Regions from separate parts of the Mus musculus genome. Here all the other regions are linked to region 5. Evidence: chromatin contacts called from public promoter capture Hi-C and targeted proximity ligation data. All regions are on one chromosome and are shown on one strand. The core of a region is the stretch at or near the end of the contact, and the rest is flanking DNA. Distances in the headings are between cores, read along the strand shown.

Region 1 (3,048 bases), core at 388-2,887, 990 kb before region 5:
GTATCTCTGGGTGGCCTGGAACTTACTGAGTTCACCGTAGGGAGTGTGCTGGGAAGGGAGTAGATTTGGAGGGGGGGGGCTGTTAAGCCAATTGACAGTGTGTTTGTGATGTCTAGTGGGTTTGAGGAGGGGCAGAGAAAGAGAGAGAGAGAGAGAGAGAGAGAGAGAGAGGAATGTTAGTAGCCAAGTCTCTGCTTTGCCTGTCTTTACATGTCCATGCCTGTCTGAATTTCTACCTACATTTCTCTCCACCCTGGTGTGTCCATTACATCTGTGTCTGTTCTCTGTCACTCCCTTCTGTTGTCTCCCTCCCCCCATCGCCTGTACCCTGTGTGGTAACTGGACCTGGACACAGCCCCCAGGGCTGGCAGCAGACTTGGCTGATATTTTTAGCCTGCAAACATGTTTGCCATTTCAGAGGACAGGGCAGGGCTGGTCTCAGCCCCAGCCCACTCATGATCTTGGAGCGAAGGTGCTCCTGCCTCAGGCCAAGGTCTCAGTTCTCCAGCTTGAGGCCTCTTGGGGCATTTGGGAAGGAAGGGAAACTGGAGTGGGCAGCTGGGTAGCCACCTGCCAGAGAGGGTAGAACTCAATAGGGAAGGAGAAAAAGGGAGGTGCGGAGGGGGGATGCAGCCAGAACATCTCTGCAACCCCATCATTAAGCATTTAATAAAATCCACATAGAGTTAGAAGTGGCTGTGGGAAATGGCTGTAAATTGGGGAGCGGAGCAACTTGCAAATGGAAATATGGGGGAGGAGCTGTGAGAGGCGCAGAAGGCCTGGGAATGCAAAGAAAGTGCTGGATCTTGGGTTCCTCAAGCTTACTGGGGCATAGTGGTTCATGCCTTTAGTCCCAGGGTGGCAGAGGCAGGGGAATCTGTAAGGCTGTCAGTTCTAGCCAGTTCTGTGATGGCCGGGCTACACAGTCTGTGCTCCCTCCCCCAAATAAAATACCCAAAAGGCATGGGGGACAGAGTTTACAGGAGAGAGTGAGTTGTTCCATGGTGCGTCCAACAGCTGCAGGCCTGACTGGTGTCGCTGCAATGAAGAACAGCACCGTGGTGTGGTGCATAGGTGACTCCATTCCTAGGGGTCGGATCTAAGTCTTAGAGTCAGTGTGTTTTGTAGAAGAGGAGAGAGCCTGAAGGCGAGGAACGGGGCGAGGCTGCAAGAAGCCTGGGAACTGGGAGAGGAGGCTGGGGCCTGGGATTAATGTATCTGAGCTTGAGAGAAAGCTCAAAGGTCTGTGTGGAGGCTGGAGGTCGAGGTTGAATCATCTGAGCTTCTTGGCTCTTCTGCAGACTAGGTTGACTCTGGATTCCGACTGTGAATCTGTGCCCCTGCGTGCTTCCAGGAATTTCTTGCCGGTGAACACACACACACTGTTTAAAATGGGGTGGGAAGATCCAGAGCCGGGACAGGAGCAATAGATGGGATAGGGGAGGGGAAAAGGCGACGCCTCCTCGTCCCTGAGCCCCCTCAACCTTCTCCCTTCACCGGCCCATTCCAGGGTGGCTTCAGTGTTAGTCGTGCTCTCGGGTCCTTGCCCTATTCGGGCCCCGCCCGGCCCCGCCCTCTCCCCACAGCTCCGGGCAGACCCGCCCGAGTTACAAGAGCCGCCTCCGCGCACGGGGGCCCGGCCACTTGGAGCAGCTCTGCCGCGGGGACTGCACTGTCCGCCCTGCCAGACCCGCCCCGACTGGGGCTCGCCGTCGCCAGCAGTCAGCACTGCGACCTCGGGCCCTTCGCCGGCTATGGCTGCGTCCTGGGGCTGAGCCCGCAGGTAGGGAAGCGGAGCGCTGGGCGGTAAGGTGTGGGGCCAGGGTTCGGGCGACCAGGGGAGAGAGGGACTCGGACAAGGTGCATTTGCGGTAGTGTCACTACGAGGGTTCCGACTGTTGGGAGCAAACCTGGCCGCTTGCGGCCGCCGGGGCAGGCGACGCGTCACGCTTCGGGAGTAAAGCTCTTTCTCCGGAGTTGGGGCCAAGTTTAACTAAGTTAGAAAATCGCTTCGAAGTGTGCTTTGCTGCGCTTTTAGTTTTTTCCCGCGGATGTATTGTCGTTCCAACTGCAGTGCAGGGCGTTCCTGATCTGGTGGTCCCTGACCGATTCCATCTCTTTGGGGCGGCGGCTCAGAGCGCTACTTGGTTCCTATACCATGTTTACTGGAGAAGTTTCCAAGAGCCCCATCGCCCCTCCCGCGCCCCTGCACCGCGTGCCCCCTCTGCTGTCTTTCGCGGCTCCCCACACCTCCATCTCGAACTTCGCGTCCGGATTCCCCTCGGCCCCACCCTGCTCTGTACCACCAGCCTCTCCCTTTCTGGCTCCTAGCGGCGACTTTAACAGCTCCCCTTCAACTGCCCCGCCCTAGTCTTGCCCCTCTGTGTTTCCAGATCCAGAAAACTCCCTTCTTTCTCCAGGGCGTCGGAGCCTGGAAGTTTGCAGCGTGCCTCCCTGTGGGATGGGTGGGAGTGGGAGGGGGGGTGGGGGACATAATTAGGGAGATTCCTGCGCTGGGTGGGCGGGGAGGGGGCTGTGCAATCGACACAGTCCCCAGAACCTCCCTTGCTCCTTCTAGGGGCGGTGCTTTCTCCCCACCCCACCCCACTCCCAAACTCGTCCGGGCGGGATGGCCCCCGCCCCAGCGCCTGGCTGGATTCCAGCAGCCTGAGGAATGTAGTGGTTGGAGCCGGTGACTAATTCAAACCAGAATTCGGGGGTGGGGGTGGGGGTGAGGGGCAAAGCGGAGGGGGAAAGAGGCCGTGTGTAGGCGGTGGGGGCCGGAGCGCAGGGCGTAGGTGAAGGACTTCCCTGCTCTCCTTTGGAACCCTTCACTTTTGCAGTGCGCGCCAGCGGAGAGGGCGGGGGGCAAGATCCTACTGTGGGGTTGGAAAGGCAACATGCTTAGGGTGTGTGCAGAGAGCTGTGTTATGTAAGGCTTTCCCATGCAGGGAGGGGATGTGCAGTGTGCGGGAGCCTGGGCCTCCTCTGGCTGGAGCCCCTTTCAGTGCCGAGGCAGATTTGGGGGACGCAGAACCTTGGTGGCGT
Region 2 (3,036 bases), core at 296-2,795, 940 kb before region 5:
CTAAAAAACCAGTTTGAGTACAACAGAGCTTGCTGTTGGTCAGCAGTGGTCAGTCATTTTAGTAAAATAGCAGCAAGTCAGTCCATTCAGGTGGAGCTACCTGGGAGCCTGGTCAGTCTGTGGCTTCAAGGCTAATGGTCATTTTGAAGGTGAGATGTTGGAGTGTGGAAACTCAAATTACAGCTGAGGCAGCCATGTTCCTGCAGACCTCGTCGCCCTGTTTCAAGGGCAGCGGAGCAGCCCTGAAGCTGCCGGGCTCTAGGCCGTTTCAGCGCTGTAACATGTGCAGGCTATAATTTGTTTGCTTTTTCTTTCTGTTTGTTTATTTTTAGACGGAGGTGGGGGTCTTCCTGAGTAGCTCATGTTGGCTTGGCGCTTGTGATCCTCCTGCCTCCCCCCCTCCCCCAGTACTAGGATTACAGACAGGCATGTGCTACCACACCCAGTTCATTTTATATTTAAGTGCCTGAGTCATGCTCACACGTGAACTTGGTAAAAGCTTTAAAATAACCTTTTAAAATACCATTTTAACCTTTTTATTTTCTACTAAGAGCAATTTAACCCAGGGCTTTGAAATTTCTAGGCAAGAGTCCTACTATTGAGCTATATATCTCTCATCTTTTTTTCTTTTTCTTCCTACTCTTTCTTCTCTCTCTTTTTTTTGTTTGTTTTTTTGTTTTGTTTTTTGAGACAGGGTTTCTCTGTGTGTGTTCTTGGCTGTCCTGGAACTCACTCTGTATACCAGGCTGGCCTCAAACTCACAGAGATCCACTTACCTCTGCATCCCAAGTCCTGGTGATTAAAGGCACATACCACCACTACCTGGTTCCTTTCTTTATTCTTTTTCTTCTTACCTTTCTTTTTCTTTTTCTTTTTCTTTTTTTTTTTTTTGGTTTTTTCGAGACAGGGTTTCTCTGTGTAGCTCTGGCTGTCCTGGAACTCACTCTGTAGACCAGGCTGGCCTCGAACTCAGAAATCCACCTGCCTTTGCCTCCCAAGTGCTGGGATTAAAGGCGTGTGCCACCACGCCCGGCTTCTTTTTCTTTCTTTTTTTTTTTTTTCAAAAGTTCTCTTGGAATCCAGGCTGAGTTGATCTCAGTATGTAGCAGAGGATGACCTTGAGGCTGGCCTCAAACTTGCTGAATTTGCAAGGATGGCCTTGAACTCCCGATCCTCTGCTTCCACCTTATGAATGCTGGGATTACAGTATGAGTTGGTTGTCACACCTGGTTTATTCATCGTGGGCATTGACTTCAAGGCTCTATGCATGCTGGGCAACCACTTTACCACCCTTCTCCCAAGTCCTGTTTTTAACTTTTTACTTTGAGATAAGCTTCAACTTATATGAACTCATTCTGTAGCCCAGCTTTGAATCCTTCTGCCTTAACCTCCCAGGTAGGTAGAAGTGCAGACCAATTGTAGGTCTATGATACTAGGTCTGCTTTAACTGTTTTTCTTTTTCTTCTTCTCCTCCTCCTTCTCCTTTAAGTCTATTTATTTTATTTGAGAGAGAAGAAAGAGGAAGTGAGACAGAGGGGGGGAGAGAGAGAACTGTGCTTATGTGTGCACCTGCTTCTACATGTACTAGATACATGCCTGGTGTCCTTGGAGGCCAGAAGAGTTACACACAGCTGTGAGCTGCCTTTTGGGTTCTGAAAATTGGACTTGGGTGCTCTGGAAGAGCAGCTAGTGCTCTTAACCTCTGAGCCATCTCTCCAGCCCCTGGCTTTACCCTTTTGGGATATTCACTTCAGTGATATTAAGTACCTGCCTGTGCTTGTGGGATCCTTACCATATGCTACCTCCAGAACTCTTGCCATCTCCCTCAGCTCAAACTCTATAGTCATTAAACACCAACTCCCTATTCCCATTACCCAGCTCCTGGAAACCACCTTCCTTGGTGTGACTCTGTGAATCCCATGATTCCAAGTACCTCATATCAGTGGACTCTAAAACATCTGTTTTTTGGGGTCTGGCTTACTTGTAGTAGTGTTCTGAATGTTACAGCACATGTCAGAATATGATCTCTGTTCTATATTAATAGTAGTTTATTTCTCGTATATGCCACATTTACCTGCTTATCTGTTGATGGATATTTAGGATGCCTTTCTACCTTTTGTGAATAGTTCTGCTATGAGCACTGATGAGCAAATATCTCTTTCGTTCAAAAATTACATTTACTGATGGGCATGATCACGGTTGTGCATACCTCCAATCTCAGTACTTAGGAGGCAGGAGCACGTAGATTTATGTGAGTAAGAGGACAGCCTGATCAACATAGCAAGTTCCAGGCTACCCAGGACTACATAATCTGAGTTACTGTCTTAAACATTTTTTTTTTTTTGCATGTGCCACAATGTGTCAGTGGACATTGGAGGACAACTTTTGGGAGTTGGTTCTCACCTTTCACTGTGAAGATCTGGAGGATGGAGTTCAGATTGTCAGGCTCAGCTGCAACCTTCTTTATTAGCTGAGTCATCTTGGCCCTGCACCCACTTCTTTTCAGTATATATCCAGTAATGGAACTTCTTGATATGGCCCTTAGCTTGTATCAGGTGAACGTTATACATCAGGAGATGTGTGAACACTTGCTGGGAAAGTTCTCCTACCTCCCTACCCTCTACTGCGGTGGCTCACAGAGTTTTGTCTTCATAAATGTCATCTTGTCCAGATGAACAGGTGCTGAGCCCATCTTTTACATTTGATATGCCATTAGCAATTTCCCCCATTCTGTCTTTCCACCTCTATAATACAGTCACTTTTCTGTGACTACCCACAACGGTCCTGATTTGAGCTCCTAACTCTCACCCACACTATGACAGTTGCTTCTGTGTCTTGGACCCTCTGGTCCTTTTTATATCATAGCAACAAGATTGACTTTTTCAAAACATTAGTCAATTAGGCCAACTTATTCTAAATATCTCAAAAAAAATTATGTCATTTACCACTTATACCTTTCTGTGACTCTCCATCTCACTGTGAAACACAGCTCAAGGGCTAGCAATGATTTAAGACTTCTACTTCTACAGCATCTGG
Region 3 (3,134 bases), core at 7-2,506, 920 kb before region 5:
AAAAAGTGGTTCTAAGACATTTGCTTTTCTTGGAGTTTCTTCCCCAGCCTTTACTGTGAATTTATGTGTGTGTCCATATTCATGAGGAGGCCAGAGGTCAATGTCTGGTGTCTTCCTTGATCATCCACAATGACTTTTGTTTGGTTTGGTTTGGTTTCTTGAGGCAGGGTTTCTTTGTGTAGCTCTGGCTGTCCTGGGACTCACTCTGTAGACTCTGGAGCGGGGTGGTCAGTAAAGCCTGCCAGTAAGACCAAAGGGCTGGGGTTATGAGCAATGCCACCAGCTTTTATGTGAGTGCTGGGGTTTTAGACTTAGCTTCTTATACTTGTTTGTTTGTTTGTTTGTTTTGTTTTGTTTTGTTTCGAGACAGGGTTTCTCTGTATAGCCCTGGCTGTCCTGGAACTCACTTTGTAGACCAGGCTGGCCTCGAACTCAGAAATCCGAAATCCACCTGCCTCTGCCTCCCAAATGCTGGGATTAAAGGCATGCGCCACCACGCCTGGCTGTTCTTTATACTTGTATGGCAGTCACTTTATCTTCTCAGCCCCTAGGCTGGACAGCCTACCTTTCTTCCTTTTGGGAAAGTGAGGATGTTCTAGGCAGGGAGGCAGCAGTAGCATGCAGAGCATGTCTAGCAAGTTCTGTGTGGCATAGCACAGCTGGAGTGTTTTACAGCAGGCAGGGTATAGTGAGACCTTCCTGTGAGGAGCAGGAAGCCACTGGTGGTTTTCATGTAAGAAAGAGACATGAGTTTGCTTTTGTTTTGATCGACATCCTAACCATCAATCATAACAGCAATTATAGTGATCAATAGAAACCATGATTTTTGTGCTAGGCATTAGCTAAAATGCTTCAACATGACTCATCTTATTTAATCCTACCTTAGAGCTGAGCTAGGAGAGTCCACAGAGCCCATTCACTCAGCAGAAGGGCGGAGACAAGCCAGCTGTCCAAACAGGAAGTTAATGCTGTTAACCGTTCCTCAATCTCCCTAAACCTTGGTGTCTTCATGTCTGATCTTAACTTCATAGATATTTTATTCATGTAAAACACTTGGCACAGTGCCTGGAACACTATAACAACGCAGTAAGGGTTAGTCATTGTGACTTTTGTGGCTGTTTCCCACTTTAGAGTGTCCCCTGGTATGCCAGGTGCTGGGTGGTACCAGTAAAATCGCATGGGTTGGAACCAGTAAACTGGGCTCATAAAGCCGTTCCTGTCACTGTAGGGTGAAGAAGAGGGTGTGCTCTCTGCATCTGCTAGTGCACTCTTTGGTTGCCTTGGTAACCAGTCTAGACACCTGGCTCTCCCAGCAGCTGGTGCTTCTCTAGCTCAGGCCTGGGAAAATCTGTGTTGTTCCACAGTGGTTTCTCTGAGTTCATCCCTTTCTTTCCGCTCTGTGTTTCTGCTGCAGCTTAGTGTGTATGCGTGTATGTATGTGTTTGGGTATGTGGGTATGTGTGTGTGTATTTGGGTATGTGGGTATGTGTTCATCTCACAAACGCCATAGTGGAAGATGAGCTGAAGGGAGCAGAGGCAGCAACTGACTCAAATTCATTAGTGGAGAACTCATGAGCACTGGGAGGGTTACAGATGGAAGTAGAGAGAGATAGATTTTAGGAATGTTTTGGATTTAGAGTTGATAGGCTGTGACAATTTAACACCACAAGGAGAAGTGAAGAAAAAGCTTTCTCTCCCCTAAAAACTCAAACACATCCCTTTGTTTTCTTTTCTGCCTTTGTTCAGAGGAACATATCCACCTGTGTGATGTCTAATCTCACTTCTAGGCTGGTCATTTCTAGTTAATTAGCTTCCCTGTTTTTAAATTAAAATTCTTAAAAAATTTTTTTTTTTTGTTTTGGTCTTATATGTCTGAGTTTTTTTTGCCTGAATTTTGTTTTGTTTGGAAACAAATCTCAGCTTGTAGCTCAGGTGGGCCTGGGTCTCTCAGCAGTCCTTTTGCCTTAGTCTCCTGAGTGCTGGAGTTACAGGTGTGTGCTGCTACCCTCTTTTCTTGGCAGGCAAATTCAGCATTTATACAATAGAAGTCAAAACCGGAATCCAGAATGATTCCCTTCCCCTCTCTGGAAGCTGCTTCTCCTCCTGTGAGCGCCACTGTGGTCCAGGCAGAAACAAAACCGTGATGAACTGTGGGTGCTCCCACCTCCCCACCCGCTCCTCCGTGCTCCTCATCTCCCCACCCGCTCCTCCTGCCCCCTGAGGGCAACACCATTACTACTTTGGAAATCCCCACATGGGGCTTCTGTGCAGCCACCTCCGCTTCTCTTCACAGTTTCTCTGCCTCTCATGCAGGTTCTGCATTTCAACCACAGGGGTCTCCAGGGCTACAAATCTGCCTCTCCACCTTGACTTCCAGCTGCCTGGCACTTTCGGCATGACTACTCACTTTCTGTGCTGTCTAAAGTTCTATCTCAGATCTCAGCTTCCTCAATAGCCCCTATGTAAGTCATTTTCTTTATCTTGGCACCCTTGTACTCCCCTAGATGTAGCTAGTCTTTCCTCCCATGCTCTACCAGGGTTCTCACTGTCTGTCAGGATGCTCTTTCTTGGCTTTGCTTGGCCCACGTCTTTCCAATCTTTAAATCCCAGTTAAGTCTTCCCTGCTAGATCACTACTTACCACCCAAGCAGGTTCCACAACCCCATTTACATGGCTGGCTGCTGAGCCCTAGTGACCTGCATGTTTCTGCCTTGCTGGTGCTGGGATTGCACGGGTCCTGGGGACTGAATTTAGCTATTCTCATTTGCATGGCAAGCACTTTACCTCCACTAAGCTATCTCCTCAGCCTGAGGGTAAAAGTTTTGAACCAAGGTAGGATAGTAGATCTCCATGCTTTGAAGGATCCACAGGGACAATCAGATGATTGTCACTGAGATGGGGCACTTTTCTGAGAAAAGGCAGATGCATTTTACACGGTCTTAACCAACTGTTTCTTTTCATTCAGCCTGTGTCCTGACCTCACGTTCGGTCTCACCTACCCCAGGCTGGCCTGGAATATACTTGATTTGTAGCTGATGATGATCCTGAACTTCTGATCTTTTTGCCTCCACCTCCTATGCTACTATTATGGATGTGAGCCACTATGGCTGATTTACGTGTTGCTGGTGATCGAA
Region 4 (3,271 bases), core at 45-2,544, 870 kb before region 5:
TAATTCCTAGGCTCTGACCCCACCTGGCTCTGGGGCCTGGTCAGATCCCAGCTGGGTGTAGGCTGTACTACTGAGCAGCCATATTTTGGCAGGGATTTTGCTAAGGAGAAAAAAGGTGAGTGTTTCATAAGAGTCAGACCTCTGCCTCCGAGTGCCACACCACCTCAACAGGCAGGTCTCTGATTTTTAAAGAGGCTCCAAGAATTTTCTTCAAGACCATTACTGTACAGGGTACAAAGAGTTGCCAAGAGTGTAAATTATCACTAAGAGTAGCACAACATATATAAAAAGTCAAGTTTTCTGCTAAAAGTATAAGCTTTTCCTTTGGGCAGATGGACAAGTTAGCTTTTCTTGAAATGTCATTCAGCTGAAGGGGTCTGTGGGAAGTCCTACAAGAAAGTGCAAATCTACAGAGCAAAAGATGCACTCCTACTGCATGCTGCTTCTTGCTTTGTGCTTGATGTTGATATGAGGGCCATATCAGTCTGTAGGAGTGTGTTACTCATATGTAGTACCTGTAAATATTCTCAGCTCCACCTCCCTCTGTGTGTCTCTCTGTGTGTGTGTGTGTGTGTGTGTGTGTGTGTGTGTGTGTGTGTGCAGGGTGCATGTGGAGAGGAAAGATATATTTCCAGCATCTTTAGTTTTTGGAGAGATGGTCTTTCACTGAGCCTGGAGTTGGCTTGTTTAGCTACACTAGCTGGCTAGCAAGCTATGATGGTCCACTCATTTCTGCCTCTCCCAGGGTTGGGTTACAGATGCCCAGTGCTGCACGAGGCGTTTACATGGGTGCTGGGGATCCGAACTCAGGGCCATATATGTGCACAGCAAATATTTCCCCCAAGTCATCACTCTAGCCCAAGTTTTCAGTTGTTTGTTTTTACATTGTTAATGTGAGCCATGTCTGGGGAGAGGCACTATGTATTTATATTTAGGCTCTGCAAGTGAGTCTGAGGACCCTGAAGCTGAGGCTACAGAGAAGACAGGTATGGCTGCAGCAGCCTGGGACAACTTTAGCATCCTCTCTTTCACTTCCTCTCCCAAGATGTCCCCAAAATGTAATCCATGGGAAACTGATGTGCCTATTAGAAGTCAATACCTCAGAGCAGTGGTCCCCAACAACCCTCTTCCAACCCAAATGCCACTCCTAGAAGCTGTCACCACGAGGGCAGAGGAAGTGACACAGGAAAGGGTGTGAATCTGATGACATGAAGGGCAAGGGAGGAGCATGATCTACCTCTTAGTCCTACCTATGCAAGGCGAGTCTCCAACTCGGCCAACCATTTTATTGACAATCCCCCCAGTAGAGGTTGCGTAAGCCAAGTTTCCTCTGCAGTCCAAGGCAACAGCACCCACAGTTCCTGAGTTTCTGTCAAAAATAAGCAGAAAAGGGAAGGTAATGAAGATGAGAAACAGCCCCTAAGCAACACTGTCCCTTATGTACCATATTATATGTTAAGATTCTGGACTCAAGAAAACAATGTTTCTTACTTTACATGTCACTAGCAGGCAGATTTCTACATGGCTCTTTACATTTCTACCTTAAAGAATACATCCTTCCCAGCTGTCAGGAGGGAGAGGCAGAGGCAGAGGCAGAGGCAGAGGCAGAGGCAGGTGGATCTCTGAGTCTGAGGTTGGCTTGGTATACAGAATGAGTTCCAAGCTAGTTAAGGCTACACAGTGAGACCCTATCACAAAAATTTACTCATTTTAAATGTTTCTTTTACGTTTGTTGTAGCTACCAGAAAAAATTAAACAGCTTAAGTGCTTCTTATTGAGATGGACACATGGGCAAATTTAACCCTTTCAGAGATGGCCCTAATTCACTGGCTACTTTTATAAGGTGGAGGCAAAGAAGTGGACTGTTGCCACTTCAAGGGAACATGATGTAAGTGCTTCATGGTCTAAGTATTCTAAAAGTTACTTTTTATGTAACCCCCGCCCCCCCTTACCTAAGTCCTGCTGTTTGTATCTTTCCACATTACCCAAAAGTATTCATTTCTGATGGTGTCAGGTGCACAGCCAGTCTTTGGGCTGAGAGAGGCAAAAAAGCCTTTTCTTTCTGGAGACTGCACAGTGTTAGTGAGAGGAACAGAGGCCAGGGTTATCAGTCATGCTGAGCCAATTCTGAGTGCCAAAGGTGACCCATGCATTCTATAATTAACTTTCCTGACCTCTCTAAGTTGCAGGATCCAGGGAAAGCCACTTATTTACACCTAAGAGCAGTACTGGCTGGTGCCGCTGTATGATTAGAGGCGTCTTTTGTTTAGTGCTGGGCATCGGGCCCAGGGCTTTATGCACGCACTAAGCATGCACTCTACCACTGAACCCCCAGCTCATACACAACTTTAGAAAGCAATAGGAACCAGCTTTAAAAATAAGCACAAGGCGCTGATCCAGCAGCCTCACTCCCTGACTGCAGTCTACAGAAATAAAAGCCTTAAGTCCTAGGATCTGGGAAACTGAGGAGGAGGAAAATTCCAGGCAAATTCCAGGCTTAGCCTGGGTATATAGCAAAATCCTATTTCAGAGCAAGTAGAAGAATAATAGTGTGTTACTATCTCCAATCTCATAATCTGGAAAGGCATCAGATTATTATCTCAGAGACTTTCGTATTATACCTGCCTGGCCTCTTTTCCTCAGACCCAGCAAAACTGATTCTCTAGGAAAGGGAAACACACACACACACACACACACACACACACACACACACACACACGTATGTGTGTGTGTATATACATAAATATATGTATATAATGCATATGTGTGTGTATGTATGTATATTTATCTGAATATATATATATATATATATATATATACTCTACCTAGGTTATTTGAACATTGGTGTCTGGTAAATTAGGGACTCAGTAGTATTACAAGACTGAATTCTATGCCATTGTGAGCTCCTGTACCCTACTGAATTATTATTATGTTTTTGAGCTAGGGTCTCACTCTACAGTTCAGGCTGTCTTGAAACCTGCTCTCTCTCTCTCTCCTCCCTCTCTCTCTCTCTCTGCCTCCTCATGGCTGAAATCATGTGTGTGTGTGTGCGCCTCCAAGCCTGTCTAGCAATATTCTGCTGAATTGTGCCAGAGAGGAGCCCTGTCAGACTGACCTCTTATCCATATAGGAGGTCTAAGTCAGGGCAAAGTTAAGGTTAAGAAGAGTTGCCCTCCTCCCACAGAGTTTCAGTTCCTTAGGGAATACAGGTGAGGGGACACTGCCAAGCTGTCCAGCTGTTCTAACTGCAAAAGTCTGGGTGTCGTCTGGA
Region 5 (2,975 bases), core at 142-2,641:
ACTCCTTTCCCCACCTCCCTCCTCCACTTTCCAAAGGGAATTTGTTCATCAACTTTAGCTCAGCATCAGTCTCCTAGGGCCATCGTCCTGAAGTCTGACTCCAGGATATTTATCCAGAAGCATCCTGCAGCTAGATTACCACTGAAATCTTTCCTGAAAAGAACATATATAACGTGTAGTTTTAAAAGACTAAGTACTAGTAATGTATTTCAGTAGACGTACCTTAAAAGGGGGGAAGAGGGTTATAATCCCAGCTCTCTGACGAACCAGCCTGGCTTACACAGAGAGTCCCTGGCCAGTCTGGGTTACTGATCCAGTAACTTTGTCAATCTTGCTTCAAAACAATAACAACAAAATCGAAGTCCAACTTCCAGTTTTGAGAATATGAACAGCATCTGCTGGTTCTCCACCTGTGTTAAAGACTAGACAAGGCTGAGCACAAGTGGATGTGGATGGCAGGGCCTAGCAAGACGCAGTGGCTAATCTCTAGTTCTGCTTGCTATCCAAGAATTCGCACCCATTTTGAAGCTGGGCCACAGCTACAAGATAGACACAGTTGGCTTGTCCCTCTGCAGTTTCCTGCACCTGTCACCTGCCATTCTGCAAGCATCAACTTCACTCCAAGGACAAACCCAAAGGTTACTGAGAAAGATAAAGGAGACCATTTTGAAACAGACACACGTAGGTCACTTCTTTACTTTTCTAATCCAGAGACGTCTCTTAATTTCAAGCATCACCAGGGGCTTTCTCAGAAACCTAAATGGTTTGGCCCCAGGATTGCCCTATAGACAGACGGCTGTTGTCCTGCTCTAAGGAGAAATGCGCCTTCTTAGCCTTTGTTTTTTCAACTGTTCTCAGAGCCATGTTTGCCTTAGCAAAAAGCCGGGGTTGCTTGAGTCAGAAGAACAGGGTAGACCCTAACCTCCTCGCCAATAGTTCCCCTACTCCTCCTCTGAGCTTCTCTCCACAGATTCTGAAGGAGGGAAAGCCGCTCTTTCCCAGTCCAACTTATATGTCGTTCGCCATTTACAGCGCCACGCTTCCATTTTCCTATTTGTAAGACGAAGTCGCTGTCTGGTGTATGTCACGACTAACAACACGCACTTTGCCTAGAGTTTAGGGATATCCTGTGAGAATTGAAAATCATCCTCATCGGTACCCTCTGTGCCCATCTGGGACCCAGATGCCTCTGCAGTACGGCTAGATCCAACTACGCCCGCCCCGGGCCACAGAAACAGCGCGCTTGTTGCCAGGCACCGCTCTTGCAGAAGCTCAGAGCCCCTTGCGTCGCCTCACACTCACACAGGCTCCTCCCCGCCCGCGCCCTGCGGGTTTGGGCAACACGCCCACAGGAAGAGGCGGGGCGGCGCGGCCCGCTGCGCTGATTGGCCAGCGCTCGCCTGACGCAGGATCCCGCTATAAGTGCGGCCCGCTGTCCCCTCCTGCGCCAGACGTTCTCGCCCAGAGTCGCCGCGGTTTCCTGCTTCAACAGTGCTTGAACGGAACCCGGTGCTCGACCCCTCCGACCCCCGCCGGCCGCTTCGAGCCTGAGCCCTTTGCAACTTCGTCGTTCCGCCGCTCCAGCGTCGCCACCGCGCCTCGCCCCGCCGCCACCATGACCACCGCGTCTCCCTCGCAAGTGCGCCAGAACTACCACCAGGACGCGGAGGCTGCCATCAACCGCCAGATCAACCTGGAGTTGTATGCCTCCTACGTCTATCTGTCTATGGTGAGTGCGGCCTCCTCAGGGCCACTTGGGGAGCCGGCGGAGGGTGGGTCGGGGCGTGGCCTGCTGCGGGCTTCCCCGCCTTCCAGCGCCCTTCTGGAAAATGGAGTTTGTTCGGGGTTCTTTCCTAAGGCAGGCAGCCCTGCCGTGGCAAGTCTGAGCACATAGCACCTTGTGGCTCCTGCATAGATCAGGCATGTCATTACACCACTTTTTTTTGAAGCCTTAGGGCAGTACGACTGTCAGCCTGGCCAATCAACCCTGCAGTTAGGTGCATTTTCTGCACGCTCGTCCCCTCCGATCACGTGGCCTACAAGCTTCTCTGTTTGGTTATGCATCCTGCTCCAGTTCCTCCTGGAGTATGGCGGGTCTGCTTGGTCATGGTGTCGAGTGGCAGCCTTGGGGCCTGGTGTAAAGAGGCTTATCTCTTGTGAGCTTACTCTTGTCCCCTTCAAAGCAGCCGCCTCCACCTCTCTGCTTATCACAGAGCCTCACTTGCATTGAAACTTATCGCTAGGAATCTCCCCTTCTGTAGTTATCAGTGTCACCCCGACCTTGCATTTACAAGGCATCATGTTACTGTATTTTTCTTATTTTGCATGAGTGTGGCTTACTAACAAGTGGTAGGTACATACTTGTTGGGAAAAGCCTGCTATCAATTGCTGGACAAGGAAGTTTTCCATGTAATAGTTTCTGAAAAACAGGTTTGGGGAAGGCCTGGACTTTGAAACAGGTCCAACTTCTGTGGCTGTCATTCCTGGAATATGAATACACTGAGTGCTTAAAACTGAAAATCAAAGCTTCTCCTAATATATTTGTGCTAAAATGCAATGCCCTCAATTGTTAACAGGGCATGATGCATTAATTTTATAAATCAGTGGTTGTTTGTAGAGCTGGAAGCCTTGTGACCTTGTGTTAGCTACTTTTTACATGATTGGTGAAGGAGGAGAAAAATGGCCTCCCAATGCAGGATACTCTAGCACCCTACCTCTTAGACAAGTAGATTTGGGCTTGGCTTAAATTTTTTTCTCTGCACTAATACCGAGCCGTAGAACACTTGATAAAGCCAAGTCCCAAGGTTTGCCTTCCCATCCTTACTGAACTTTTAAAAGGCCGAGTAGGATGGCTCACAGCCTTTGCATACAGCCATTGCGGTGCCTTGCAGTGGAGATCAGTAACATGTACCCTTTCCACTTTCAGTCTTGTTATTTTGACCGAGATGATGTGGCTCTGAAGAACTTTGCCAAAT
Region 6 (2,963 bases), core at 223-2,722, 970 kb after region 5:
GCCATCCTTACCGTGATACATAACCAGTGTCCCATGATACATTTTTTATCAAAGACAACAGCTAGCAGACAACAGTGGAAAGGACCTCACTATGTTCATATAATGGCCGCCTTTCTTGCTCTGCCTGCCACACGAGATGTGGCGGACAAGGTAAAGGTGGCACGTCTATAAACCCAGCACTAGGGAAGCAGAAGCAGGTGTATCTCTGAATTTCAGGACAGCCAGTGCTATACAGTGAGACCCTGCCTCATAATAAAAAAAGGATGGGAAGAAAGCTCAAAAGAACACCGTCTAGGGCAGACATTAAAGAAATGATCTTTGAGGATCTATCTCCCTCCCCGACCTTAGGGCATTTTGACATTATGATCGTGTTTGTTAATTTCATTCGGGTGAACTCTTTACAACCCTTGGATTGCATTCAGGCGAAGGCAAGGTCCAAATGTACTAAGAACCCAACACATCACCCATGCTACCCCCACTTTACCTCTTCTTGGAGCGGTCTTTCCACACACGCCCGGATTTGGGCTTCCCTTTCGGAATTACAGGAAGCTCCTCCTTCTCTTTCAATTTCTTGGACGCTGGGGCCTGGGGAGAGGCTATAACTCGCTTCTTTAGGTTGAGACTTTCTGTTACTGTCTCTCCCGCCGGAGGCAGCTTGCCTGGCTCCAACTGGCGCTCTGGGGAGCTAGGTGCCTGGACCGTCAGCTCCTGTGCTGGCTGAGAGGGCTCGGGACCCGGTGCTTGCTGGCCCGGGCAAGGCTCGGGGGATCCTGGGATCACCTCCTCTTTAGCGTGGGCCGCCTCAGAGTCCAGTTCTCCCTGTGGGGGAGGTAATTTGGATGGCTGCTCTCGTTGCGGGGATTCCGGGCTCGACTCTGTCTGTCCTGCAGGTGACTCCAGGCCCAGATCTTGATGAGGTTGAAGGGACCCGGGGTGAGGCTCTGGCTGCCTTTGTGGGGACCCATCGTCTGCATCCTGTCTAGGACCGGGTGATCCGGGGCTCGCCTCTGGCTGAGGTCCGGGAGACGGAAGGCTCAGTGGTGGACAGGGCGATCCGGGGCTCGTCTCTGGCTGAGGTCCGGGAGACGGAAGGCTCAGTGGTGGACAGGGCGATCCGGGGCTCGTCTCCGGCTGAGGTCCGGGAGACGGAAGGCTCAGTGGTGGACAGGGCGATCCGGGGCTCGTCTCCGGCTGAGGTCCGGGAGACGGAAGGCTCAGTGGTGGACAGGGCGATCCGGGGCTCGTCTCCGGCTGAGGTCCGGGAGACGGAAGGCTCAGTGGTGGAACTCTCGTAGACTTGAGCTCTCCTGTTTCTTCTGAGTTCGACTTGAAATCTACAAGAGCCCGTTTCGCCCGAGAGACTTCGGGGACAGGAAGGTTTTCTGGAGACAGAGGTTTTAGGCCTTCCAGCCGCCGGCTGCGCCTCAGCGGCGTATCCATGGCTCACGTGTAGCCTCTGTAGCCTTCGGAACTGTCGGCGCCTTCATATGACGTCAGACTCGTCCATTTCCGTACCGGGCAGGAAGCGCACTTGCGGTAGAGAGACCCGTGGGTAGGCGGAGCCGGGGATGAAGTCGGTCCCGGGAGGCTGGGCTTAGTAGACGCATGCGTGTTGTGCATGAGCTCAGTTACAGAGTTTAGTTGCTTGGTTTCTGCGATGCGTTTTTTGCAAACTGCGAGTTCTTGCAAGGGGATGGGGTGGGGGTATATTATACATACACACACACACACACACACACACACACACACACACACACACACACACATATAAAAATAATTTTTTTTTTCTTGAGAGAAGAGGTTGGAAAAAGGCGGAGGGAGTTTGTAGGCAGAGCCGAATCAGCGCGCTAACTTGTTCTGGAACTGCTGGGCCCGCAAACATCGCCTTTTCTTTTATCTTTTGTAGCACAGTAGCTTTGCGCTGTGTAACAAAGGGGAAGGTCCTGGTGGTCTTCCTGAGTGGGAAATCTTCAGTTTTTGAGTTGTCTCAAACGTTCCCATTCTTTTCACTTCCTCTTCTCTACTAGTGGGCCCAAGTATGCAATAGGTGGTTCTCATCTTTGAACAGTTTCAGTTAATCAGCAAAGTGTCAGGTCTGTGGCCCAGAAAACCTTGACTGCTTGTTGTCAATGTTGGGGGTTCACAACCTGTGCCCGAAGTCAGGTCTAGCTACCTTATCCTCAATAAGCCAATTGAAAGAGACACATTAAAAACTGGAAATCTTTAGAAAAAGGAGATTTATTCAATGTAGTCATACTAGAAAGAGGGGCAAAGAGATTCTGTGAATCACCCAAATTTGACCTCAGGGTTCTAAATTTAGATAAAAAATTTAGATAGAGGGCCAAGGATAAATACATCTGAGTAGTCCTTACCAAGGTATGACTCTGCCCACCATTGGCCCATTATTATCTGGGTTTTAGTCTCATCCTGTAAGGTGGTCTGACAAGCTTTTAGAACTCTGAAATCTTTTTCCAGGAGACAAGTTTCCCCTCTGGCTGGTACCTTTTTCTTCTCCCAGCATGAGAATTCTGGGGAAATTTTCATTTCTTTGGAGTCCTCTGTCTGATTGATTGGCTGATAGGCTAAGAGATGCAGTGTCGAAAGCCTTTAATCCCAGCACTTGGGAGGCAGAGGCAGGCAGATTTCTGAGATCGAGGCCAGCCTGGTCTACAGAGTGAGTTCCAGGACAGCCAGGGCTACACAGAGAAACCCTGTCTCGAAAAACAAAACAAAACAAAACAAAACAAAACAAAACAAAACAATTAAAACCTTCATCTCTGCCGGGATGGTTACTTGCTGATCCAGGAGGAGGCAGGGAAGATGAAGACCCAGAGAAACGTTCCTGTGAGCAAGGTAGAAAGCACAATTCTTGGACACACTCCCTAGGCACTGCCACACATGGAGTCAACCTGAGTCCATTCTTAGGGGTAGGGAATAGTACAGCTTCTACATGTCACTAGAAA
Region 7 (3,015 bases), core at 255-2,754, 900 kb after region 5:
GGCTGTCCACACTACCTCCAGTCAGTGCTCCTTCCTCTTCTTTTTCCTTTCTCGCTATAAATCACTACAGGGGCAAGAACTAACTTGGTGCCCTCTGCTGGCCCCCACGGTTCCTTCACTACTCACTGCAGTCCTGTGGATCTGCAATCCTCACTCTGGATTGCCCATCTGACCTGCCTGACTAGCCTGTTAAACAAGGGTGTTTGCCCCACCCAGGCAACCCACTCAGACCCTCCCAGGGAGGAGCTCAGCCTTTTTGTTTTGTTTTTAAAGCTCCCCAGGATTCCTGAGGCATAATCAAACAGTGGTTGCAAAGATCAGCAACGCAGAGAAAAGTCTACTTTAAGCAAAGCCTCCTAAGAGCTCTCTGTACAAAGGACACAGGTTCAGATCTATCACAAGTTAGCCGCCACTACCTTTACACCTGTTACTTAACCTATCTGAAATTCAATCTCCTCAAATGTAAGTTCTGTTGAAACTGGGTTAAGAGTTACTTCAAGAAGTTAGATAATTTGTGCAAGCACTGTGTTCAAAGTTTGTCCCACAGCCTCCCAGTGACTCTCAGACTAACTTGACATTAACTTTTCTTGGAATCCCCAGCACCTAGCATAGAATGACTAAGTGCTTGCTAAATGAGTATCAGAAGCCCTGCCAAGAAGCCACAAGTGTAGGACATAAAGACATGGAGAGGTGGCGGGGGGGGGGGGGGGAGGGAAGGGGAGGAGGTTATTTGAATAGTCAGTCCAAATATACGACAGCCACATGAGAAGCACAGCTGAGATAGAAGGTCCTAAACGTGGCGAAGTCACCACTAAGGAGAATGAAGTCAGCGTTCTGGCAGGTCGGAGGCAGCCCTCGCTAAACCCCTGACAGCTGCTACCCAGCAACTGTTTGTGGGGCAGGGTGTTTGCAAAGGGGGGGGGGGGGGGTGTGCAGCCTTGCCGCTCCCTTCCCAAGGCCCAGACTCCAGGCAATAGGGTCAGTGGCATGTGCTATTTCGAACAGCACATCCCCTGCCAAGCACTCCATAGTGGCGTCGCGAGGCCCATGAGGTCAGGATACCCTGAGGGGGGCTCCAACTGAGGCGGCAGGAGGCTGGACCATGGGGCTGGGGGAGGTGTGCAGTTCGGCACTGGCCTCATCCCCCAAATCTGGCAGCTGCTCCCTCCGGAGGGCTAGACCTCAGCGCTCGAACCCACTCATCCCGGGAAACACTCTCCTCCAGGGTTACCTAGTAACAACGCCCCTGGTTGCATAGCAACGAGGATCTGGGTCCCATACTTGTTAAGCCCCACGTTCCACGTTCGACCCCTCCCCACTAGGGCTCGCAAGGCCTTGCGGCTCCGCCCTGTTACCTCCTGCAAATCTGTCCTTTAAGCTGCATCTACAGCCCTGGTCTCGGCCCTCACTCACCCTGCTCCGGTCACCGCTATCCTTCACGTGGGACTTCGCTAGAAAACGCGCCACCAAACCGGCGCCTCAACTCCCGGGGTGTTGGTTTATAGTCTGCGCATGCGCGGGGCGGTCGACGGAGGAGACTGGCAGGTCTTTCTGGCAGGCATCGTGGACGCATGCGCTCTGCTCGCTCCATTATGGTTTGTACGTGTTTTTTCCCTCCCAAATATTTCCAAGAGAAGAATGGCGCCGGAAATTGGAGTTGGAACGGAAGCGAAGCCTTTGGCAGGAAAGGGGAAAGAAAGAACTGTCGAGGCTGTGGCGTGGGTAGAGTTGGTGCTCGATGCGGGATTCGGTGCAGATCCGAGTCTACAACGCATTTAGGGCGGCAGTTTCCTCCCGGGAAGTGCAGTTCCTAAGGCGGGGCGCTGGCGAGCACTTGGAGGGCTGAGAAACCTTTCACGCTAAAAATGGCACATCAGGGGGGAAAGGCACAAGGTGTTAGTGGGCACATGAACGGTGTACGGCCTTGGAGAAACTCATATGCTCTGGAAGAGAGCAAAACCTCACCCAAAATGTGTGGGTGACCACCAAAGCTTTGCTTACAATTGTTAGGGAAAGGAAAGCAACCCAGGTGCCCTGGGGTTATTTTGTTTGTTTGTTTGTTTTAAACCTTAGAACACTGAGGTAGCTTTGTGGATGAGGTAGGCAGAGATGTAAAAATTGTTTAAAGGTTTATTTATATGAATACACTGTAGCTGTCTTCAGACACACCAGAAGAGGGCATCAGATTCCATTACAGGGGGTTGTGAACCACCATGTGGTTGCTAGGAATTGAACTCAGGACCTCTGGAGGAGCAGTTAGTGCTCTTCACCGCTGAACCATCTCACCAACCCATAAATTTTAAAATTACGTGTAGTTATGTATTCTATGCATGCGTTCGGGTGTGCAGGCACAATACAATACTCCTATGGAAGTCAGTTCTCTCCTGCTGTGTGGATCCCGGAGATTGAATCCGGGTTGTCAGGCGTGCCTTAGTGGAAAAGATCTCAGGGGTGGTGGGGGTGGGAGTGGTGTTTTTGGTTTCTTTCTAGACTTAGTTTTAGTTTGCAAGTGCCTTTTGGGAAATTAACATAGGCACACATATTAGAAATGTATGGGAACATTGGAAGGGAAAGGAGGACTTCCCTTAGGAGTCTTGTTAAAACCTCCCATCAACTGAGAATCAAAAACTACTTTAGGTGTTTCTCTCTTCCCAGCTGTAAACCTACAAGTTTCTAAGAACTTCACTAGAAACTTACATTTACAGTAAGAAAGACCTGTCCTAGCCCTCCCCTAAAGGGTGCAATCCTAGTGGCTCATAGTTATATTTTACTAGATTATATTCCTAACCCAGTCACTTCTGGAGCCATCCTATAATATCACTAATCAGAAAGAGAGAAAAGGATAAAAAAACCAATTCTTAACAACCCTTTTAAGGCATAACTTGAGAGCTGCCAGGATGTTTTATATGGGCTAATGGTGTGACACTTATTTGTGACTCCCTCTTCAGAATCCTATATAAACACTTGGTTATGTCTTACTCTTTTCCTGGTCTCTGTCTCTCTCCCCCACCCCCT

The links. Promoter capture Hi-C pulls out the DNA fragments that hold promoters and counts their contacts.
Region 1: a contact with region 5 is called in a targeted proximity ligation map of embryonic stem cells, with 5 times the contacts expected there. A contact is called at or near these places in 3 of 39 promoter capture datasets (the 3T3-L1 cell line, cranial neural crest and embryonic stem cells), 3 of 484 Hi-C or Micro-C datasets (the AML12 cell line, the Ba/F3 cell line and cardiomyocytes), 13 of 130 datasets of targeted methods (astrocytes, bone marrow-derived dendritic cells, embryonic stem cells and 6 more) and 2 of 9 other capture datasets (adipose tissue and macrophages).
Region 2: a promoter capture Hi-C map of pre-B cells shows a contact between it and region 5. A contact is called at or near these places in 2 of 39 promoter capture datasets (the C10 cell line and pre-B cells), 1 of 484 Hi-C or Micro-C datasets (the C2C12 cell line), 2 of 130 datasets of targeted methods (embryonic stem cells and pancreatic cancer cells) and 1 of 9 other capture datasets (liver).
Region 3: a targeted proximity ligation map of effector CD8 T cells shows a contact between it and region 5, with 9 read pairs. A contact is called at or near these places in 1 of 484 Hi-C or Micro-C datasets (the C2C12 cell line) and 7 of 130 datasets of targeted methods (acute myeloid leukemia, astrocytes, bone marrow-derived dendritic cells and 4 more).
Region 4: a targeted proximity ligation map of acute myeloid leukemia shows a contact between it and region 5, with 3 times the contacts expected there. A contact is called at or near these places in 2 of 39 promoter capture datasets (the C10 cell line and cranial neural crest), 1 of 484 Hi-C or Micro-C datasets (cardiomyocytes), 7 of 130 datasets of targeted methods (the 230-238 cell line, acute myeloid leukemia, bone marrow-derived dendritic cells and 4 more) and 1 of 9 other capture datasets (embryonic stem cells).
Region 6: a contact with region 5 is called in a promoter capture Hi-C map of pre-B cells, with 5 times the contacts expected there. A contact is called at or near these places in 1 of 39 promoter capture datasets (pre-B cells) and 1 of 130 datasets of targeted methods (pancreatic cancer cells).
Region 7: a targeted proximity ligation map of pancreatic cancer cells shows a contact between it and region 5. A contact is called at or near these places in 1 of 39 promoter capture datasets (liver) and 1 of 130 datasets of targeted methods (pancreatic cancer cells).

Annotation. Positions count from the first base shown.
Region 1 is chr19:8,987,647-8,990,694 of GRCm38.p6, forward strand. It overlaps Ahnak (AHNAK nucleoprotein (desmoyokin)), which reads left to right and starts at 1,638. Exons shown (of 5, transcript NM_009643.2): 1 at 1,638-1,783.
Region 2 is chr19:9,039,711-9,042,746 of GRCm38.p6, forward strand. It overlaps a transcript of Ahnak not described here. Among named protein-coding and RNA genes, the nearest start is that of Scgb1a1, 47 kb to the right of the region's middle.
Region 3 is chr19:9,065,140-9,068,273 of GRCm38.p6, forward strand. It overlaps a transcript of Ahnak not described here. Among named protein-coding and RNA genes, the nearest start is that of Scgb1a1, 21 kb to the right of the region's middle.
Region 4 is chr19:9,115,252-9,118,522 of GRCm38.p6, forward strand. Asrgl1 (asparaginase like 1) reads right to left here. Exons shown (of 7, transcript NM_025610.3): 5 at 1,251-1,369. Among named protein-coding and RNA genes, the nearest start is that of Gm41805, 17 kb to the left of the region's middle.
Region 5 is chr19:9,981,255-9,984,229 of GRCm38.p6, forward strand. Fth1 (ferritin heavy polypeptide 1) reads left to right here and starts at 1,392. Exons shown (of 4, transcript NM_010239.2): 1 at 1,392-1,729; 2 at 2,927-2,975. The coding sequence starts at 1,616.
Region 6 is chr19:10,947,794-10,950,756 of GRCm38.p6, forward strand. Ccdc86 (coiled-coil domain containing 86) reads right to left here and starts at 1,473. Exons shown (of 4, transcript NM_023731.3): 1 at 485-1,473. The coding sequence starts at 1,440.
Region 7 is chr19:10,880,239-10,883,253 of GRCm38.p6, forward strand. It overlaps Tmem109 (transmembrane protein 109), which reads right to left and starts at 1,505. Exons shown (of 4, transcript NM_134142.1): 1 at 1,414-1,505.